2 separate regions of the Astyanax mexicanus genome follow, and region 2 is linked to region 1. The links are chromatin contacts, called in public Hi-C maps. All regions are on one chromosome and are shown on one strand. The core of a region is the stretch at or near the end of the contact, and the rest is flanking DNA. Distances in the headings are between cores, read along the strand shown.

What was found. A called contact is a pair of places that touch in the nucleus more often than the background predicts.
Region 2: a contact with region 1 is called in a Hi-C map of muscle, with 8 times the contacts expected there. The contact joins the promoter of mbd3b here to the promoter of cdc34a in region 1. A contact is called at or near these places in 2 of 3 Hi-C or Micro-C datasets (both in muscle).

What each region holds. Positions count from the first base shown.
Region 1 is chr16:23,557,745-23,561,178 of AstMex3_surface, forward strand. cdc34a (cell division cycle 34 homolog (S. cerevisiae) a) reads right to left here and starts at 2,097. Exons shown (of 6, transcript XM_049465849.1): 1 at 1,258-2,097. The coding sequence starts at 1,443.
Region 2 is chr16:23,758,940-23,762,215 of AstMex3_surface, forward strand. It overlaps mbd3b (methyl-CpG binding domain protein 3b), which reads left to right and starts at 1,519. Exons shown (of 7, transcript XM_049465694.1): 1 at 1,519-1,657. The coding sequence starts at 1,644. LOC125782236 (cytochrome b-c1 complex subunit 10-like) reads left to right here. Exons shown (of 3, transcript XM_049465696.1): 3 at 418-548.

The sequences.
Region 1 (3,434 bases), core at 847-3,346:
AAAAGCAACTATCTGGCTAATGTGGGCCCTAAATTGGTGATCAATATATGCTATATTACCTTTATAATAGTATATTTGGATAAAAAGTCTAGAGTTCACTAAGTTCTGTTAAAACAGGTGTCTGACGCTTTTTCTGAGGCCTGTACAGTCTGTACCAAGGCGCGAGGTGCTGGTCGAGGCGACCTTGGTTTTGTCTGACTTGTGCCAAAAGCCCCCACCGTTGTTCACCCAGATACTGTATAAAAGAGCGTGTATTCCTCTGTATTATCAGAAGACTGAATCCTCCTGACTGAATCTGGCTGACTTCAAGAACAATAAAGAATCAACTTAGAACTTCGGAACGATTCGCCTTCTCCTTTCTTTAAACTTAAGGTTCTCGTCTGTTTTTACCTTCTTTCTTTTGAACTTAGAACTTTTGTAGTGATGCATGACTAGATAAGTTTTAGAGCTCATTTTAGCTAGCCCAGGCTTCCCTTTCTGGGAGGCCTAGAAGAGTCGTGAAATAACGCACGACACTAACCTATATAGGTTATATACAGCTCTGGAAAAAATAAGAGACAACTTTAAAATTATAAGTTTTTTTTTTTTTATATTATTTTACCAAATTGAAAACCTTTGGAATATAATCAAGGGGAGGATGGATGATCACCAAACCAAGCTGAAGTTTTGCACCAGGAGTAGCATAAAGTTATCCAAAAGCAGTGTGTAAGACTGGTGGAAGGGAACATGCCAAGATGCATAAAAACTGTGATTAAAAAACAGGGTTATTCCATCAAATATTGATTTTTGCACTCTTAAAACTTTGTGAATATGAACTTGTTTTTTTCGTATTATTTGAGGTTTAAAGGCTCTGCATCTATTCTATTTCAGCCATTTTTCATTTTCTGCAAATAAATTCTCTAAATGACAATATTTTTATTCGGAATTTGGGAGAAATGTTGTTCGTAGTTTATAGAATAAAACAACACAGTTCATTTTACTCAAACATATACCTATAAACAGCAAAATCAGAGAAACTGATTGAGAGCTGTTTTCCAGAGCTGTAACTGTTGTATATATTTAGCTCTGAATGTAATCAAGCTTTTAAATAAAAGCAGATGCTTTGTTTAGCTAGTTTAACTAGCTAGGCCATCTAAAGAGGAAGGTTGTGACAAAAGAGGCAAACAGACTTTATGAGCGTTCATAAAGAAATATAGGTTATCTAAAAAGATCTAAAAAGATTTTAAACAGAAGAACATTGAAGAAGTGTAAACCCACCTTAAAATAGCCGCCCTCGTAATGTGTATTAGGAGGTCCAAAAATCGCCACTTCCCAGTTGTACAAGTCAGACTCGTCCACCAAAGTTATTCTGAAGCCTTCGACGGGCTCGTCCTGAAGACTTTTCAGCTCCAGCATTAAAGCCTTCTGTGAACTCGCGACATGATGCTGCCCATGCTGAGCCATATTCCGCCCGAAACCCCCGAACCGCCCGAGTCTCCGTTTACAATAATAAACAACTACAGCTAGCTGCGCTCCTGACCCAACTTCTGTAAAACAAACGCGGGCTAGCAGCAGCGTTAGCCTAGCAAGCTGTTCGGGACTCGTTTTAGAGGAGAGTTCAGTTAAGTTATAACTCAGCTCGTTACTCTGCGTATTTAACACTTTAGTCCCCCACAGATATTCACAACAAACCCCAACCAGGTCCCACCAGCCACGGCTAAAGCCAGCTCACAGTCCGGGGCTAACACCAGCAGCAGCAGCGGAGGCTAGCAGCGCCTCTTCAGGATTCAGTGGAGAGTTAGTTAGCGTCAGGAGGCTTGTGGGGCTTTTGAGTGATTTTCTACCCCTCCGCGTCCGGTTCACACAGTTATCTCAAACCCCCCTATATTTAGATATATATACCACAACTTTTAAAGTCACAAGAGTCGATAATTTAAGCAGTTTCCCGCGGAGCAGCTAGCACAACACCGCAAAACACAGCACAGCACAGCCACCCAGTAACGATAAATCCGCTCCAACGGTTCTCTCACTTCTCTACCAGCGATGTTCGATTCCTGAACGAATCGTTCTTATGAACCGGTTCTTCTCAATAAATCGGTCAAAACGATTCATTCGCCCGATTCAACTGAATCAAACTAGCTAGCTAGGGTAGTTAGCTAGCTAGTTAGCTGTGACATATTTAGCATATGTTTGGCTTATTTATGACTTCTTTAAATATATATATATATATATATATATATATATATATATATATATATATATATATATATATATATATATATATTAATGTATAATTCATTAAATTAATGTTTTTATCTTATCACAAAGAATATTGTTAGCATAAAAATACCTTAAAATATTGTGTGTATTTTAGTGTCACACTATATTAAGGCTGTCAACATTAACGCGTTATCACATGCAGTTAATCTGTAAATTTCAACACATTATTTATAATTTATTTTTGTGCACTTTCTTTTACCCATTATATATTTATAATAGGTATGTGAATGTGAATAAATATTGTAATGTGCTTAGTTACTGAGAGTTTTAATGGAGAAAATAATTGCTGGTGTAGCTTCATATTTCAAAATAAATAGGGTGGAAAGAGGAAATGCATTGGGTGTGTGTTCGCATTATCATGTGAGTGTGTGAGAGAGAAAGAGCATAAACTAAAAGCATAAATAAAAAGTAATCCCCTTTCTAAACCTGACAGTAAGCGTTGCTGTATTATATTGCAAAAAAAAAATTGCTAATCCATCACCAGGCTCTGTCATTTTTGAAACATGATTTTGTCTAAAAAATGTGTCAAATACAATACATAAATAATGTGTTAAAATTTTCAAATTAACTGCATGCAATAATGCATTAATGTTGACAGCCCTACTATATATTTAAGGGGTGGGTAATATGACCCTAAAATAATATATCACAATATTTCAGGGTATTTTTGAGCTAATATTCTCGGCCATATGACAAAACATTAATTTCAATATGGCCCTAAAGTATAACAAAAAAGTACCACACTTAAGTAACAAATGGCACAGAATTTAAACATTTTAAAATTACATTTTGTTCAGCTAAACTTCCATGTGTATTTGTTGACAATTTGTATACTTTAATTTACTATTATTGAGCAAAACATCAGTGTTTAATATTATATGTGTAATATAAATCAGATATTAAAATATCTGAGTGCACTCTCTATGTGAACAGTAGACAGGTTCTCCAAAATCCAGTTACAAATAAATATAATTTTCTAAATGACTAAAAATATGTATCTAAAACATTAACTTTACCACAGTCAGTTGTCAACTTGAGATAAACCAAAGAGGAACTTTAATGACTGAAGTTAATATACCACTAAGAAAGCCATGAATTACAGGCAATAAATCAATCATCACCACTCTCACTCCCAAACTAGGTCACACATGACGGTGACAAAAAAAAAAAAAAAA
Region 2 (3,276 bases), core at 269-2,768, 200 kb after region 1:
TAAAAGGCTGTTAAATGAATGAACAGTTGCTTCAATACAACCCTGTGTTGTTTGAGCAAGAATATCTTTTCTGCCTAAATACAAGAAAATACATAATTTATCAAAAACCCAATTAGAAAACATACTGTGCCAAATTGTTTAACAGTATTTGATAGTGCTGCATTTTTCATTTAATGCAGAACAGCATTCATTGATTAATTAAATTAAATTATATCTAGGGTAAATCATGAGAAAAACCTGATCAAAATGTCTTGGTTATGTAATAGAAAAACAAAAGGGTGACCAAAAGCATGTTTTACTACAAAGCTCTTTTGAACTGTATAGTCCATGTTAGGTTGTGCCCTGCTCTTCATATTCTGATTTGTGCTGTTTGAGTTTGGCTGTCAGGGCCAATGAATTGCCTGTCTGTTTGCACAGGGCTGCGACCTGAGAATGGCCTGTGGGATGGAGAGTGGAATACAGTGCCCTGGCACAGTCTGTCTGAACCTGTAAAATGAACAATGTATATTTCTGTTTGTTAAGATGAATAAATGTGTTTACCCATTGCATGTTATAAAGCTTGATCATTTTTGGAAGTACTAAGATCAGAGGGGGATATTTATATTGCCTGGACTTTAATTCAGTGAGAGAACACTGCACTTTGGGATCATTTTCGGATCTGCTATGCCTGAAAACTGTATATGATCAATACAGATATAAATGTAAACCTTTACATTCTGAAATTCATTTACTGTTCATTCATTCATTCATTTTTCTGTTTTTTTTTTGTTTGTTTCACATGATATGTGATAGGTCAAATCAGGTTAGTGTAACTATGGAAACCTGTATACCAAGAAATCTGTGGTTATAAAAGAGACACAGTATGGAACCCCATTTCTGCCACCTAAAAAACAGCACATATTTTTTTCCTCATTACGTAAATTGCTATTTTATTATTTGAGTCATTATTTGAGATACTATGTTATTATTTTGATGCTATTTTGAGAAACTAAGTTGTTATTTTAAGAAACCAAGTTATTATTTTGAGATACTATATATTTTAAGATACTGTTATTTTGAGATACTAAGTTATTATTTTGAAATGCTATCTGCTTTGAGATACTAAGTCATTTTGAGATACCAAGTTATTTTGAAATACTATCTATTTTTGAGTTGTTATATTTTGAAATGCTATCTATTTTGAGAAACTATTAATTTTGAGAAACTAAGTCATTTTAAGAAACTTAAGTTATTTTGAGATGCTGTCTATTTTAAGATACTGTTATTTTGAGATACTAAGTCATTATTTTAAGAAACTAAGTTATTTTGAGATGCTAAGTTATATATTTTTTAAATACTAAAATATTATTATATGTTGTTTTTTGTAAAAAAACAAAAAAAAACATCTTCCACTAACCACTTATGTTCCTAAAATAATGAGACAGAAAATTACTTAATAATGAGGAAAACTACTGTAGGTTATATGTTTTTATTGTAAGTATAAAGGGTATGTTCTCATTGTGTTCCCTGCCTTCACAGAGAGCCCCATTCCCCCTGTAGCGCGCATTATGTCTTTCATTCTCCTGGTTGCAGGGGGAGGGGAGTGAAAGTGCAGAGAAGAGGGGATTTAACATTCACCAGGAGACAGCCAAACAGCATGCAAGATGGAGAAAAACGAGTAAGTAGCTCATTTAAGATCTCAAATTAAACACTCGCCTAATGGAGTCACAAAACAGCGGTTTGTTTGCGCGCTGCCAGGAGCGCATAATCCAGGTGGAGGTTTTTTTTTCAATACTTAACCGCAGCAGATCTGTTTTTTGTGCAAAAAAATCTACACAAATAAAGCTTTCCGCAGTGGAGCTTTCTCTATTCATTCGAGTAAAAGGCTAACTAGCGTTAGCAGGCTAGCTCGCCGGATCCTTTGGTCTGCACAATAGAGAATCGCTGGATAGCCACTCTTAATAAAATAACATTTAAGATGAGATTTTAAAACGAGCTAATTTACCGCTTGGTCTGTGCAATTTTGTGTTTTTAGTAGATTACCTAGCTTAGCAAAGCTAGCTGCAGCTAAATAGCAGGCATGTCATTTTTAAAAGCACCCTGTGGTACGCGGCTAATGTTAGCTAGCGTTAGCTAACTCAGCTCTGTGAAACCACTGATTTTCTTAAGGTTTTATTTAGCTAGGCTTGCTATGTAACTAGCTAACCAACTAACTAGAGCGCTAAATATTCAGTTTAGTTTATTTTTAGACTAAACCGCTGCTTTTCCGCCCCCTTTCTCAAGCAGTAGGTTAGTGTATTTATGCAGGAGAAGACTGGTAACATTAACATTTAAATATGATAAACTTTCCGTTGACGCCGATTTACCTGTTCTTATTTGATTCATACCTAATTTCACCCTCCCAGATATAACTATGATGTTATAGTACTAGGAGCGCCGATGCACCAGCTCGTGTGTAAGTGTGTGAGCGTCGGTGCTGAAGGGGTGTTTAATACGGTTTATCTGCACAGGTTTCCCGTGTCACTGTATGTGTGTTTATTTTTTTCCGAGCGGATGGATCTTTCAGCGGCCTCAGCGCCGGGCAGCGTGATACGGCTCCGGTCACGGCGGAGCGATTTGCGATTAGCGACAAAAGAAACGTGTCCACAGAGCGGCGATGAGCTCTCCGATTCAGTGCTGCTATCCGATTAATTTGAACTGCCCGTTTTAACCAGCCGATTTAGCCGGTCATTTGGTATCGGAGACTTTAGCTACAAAAGCCTTTTTTCTATAAACGTTGTTCTATTAATAAAAGAGATTGGGCTAAAAGTGTTGAAAAAATATCAGCATTAGTAAAAAGTGAAAAGACCAACATTTGTACAATCTGGTAATATTTACAGATATTTAGTTATTTTATTTTTCACATTACACTTTCCTGTATGATTTCATTGAATTAAATGTACTCTTTTCTCACACATTATATAAAGAGTTTATTTCAGGTAACTTGAATGTCTATTGCTCCATTCATCAGGAAAGTTTGACAGTGTAAAGGACAGTTTGTGTGTTCAAAATGGAGATACTTGTTTTCTATTAGACAGTAATGATTATGCTTGTCACGATAATGACATTAGTGACTTTTCCCTACAGTAAATGGACATGACCTCAATAATATCTTATTGTGTTTACTTATATTTGTTCATTTATAACATTTAACCTGTATTTTAACCAGTCATGCAATGATTACCAATGCTTTAATAACTGCGACTCCATACAGATAGTGTGGACTGCAGTAGGGGAATAAAAAAAAAATATATAATT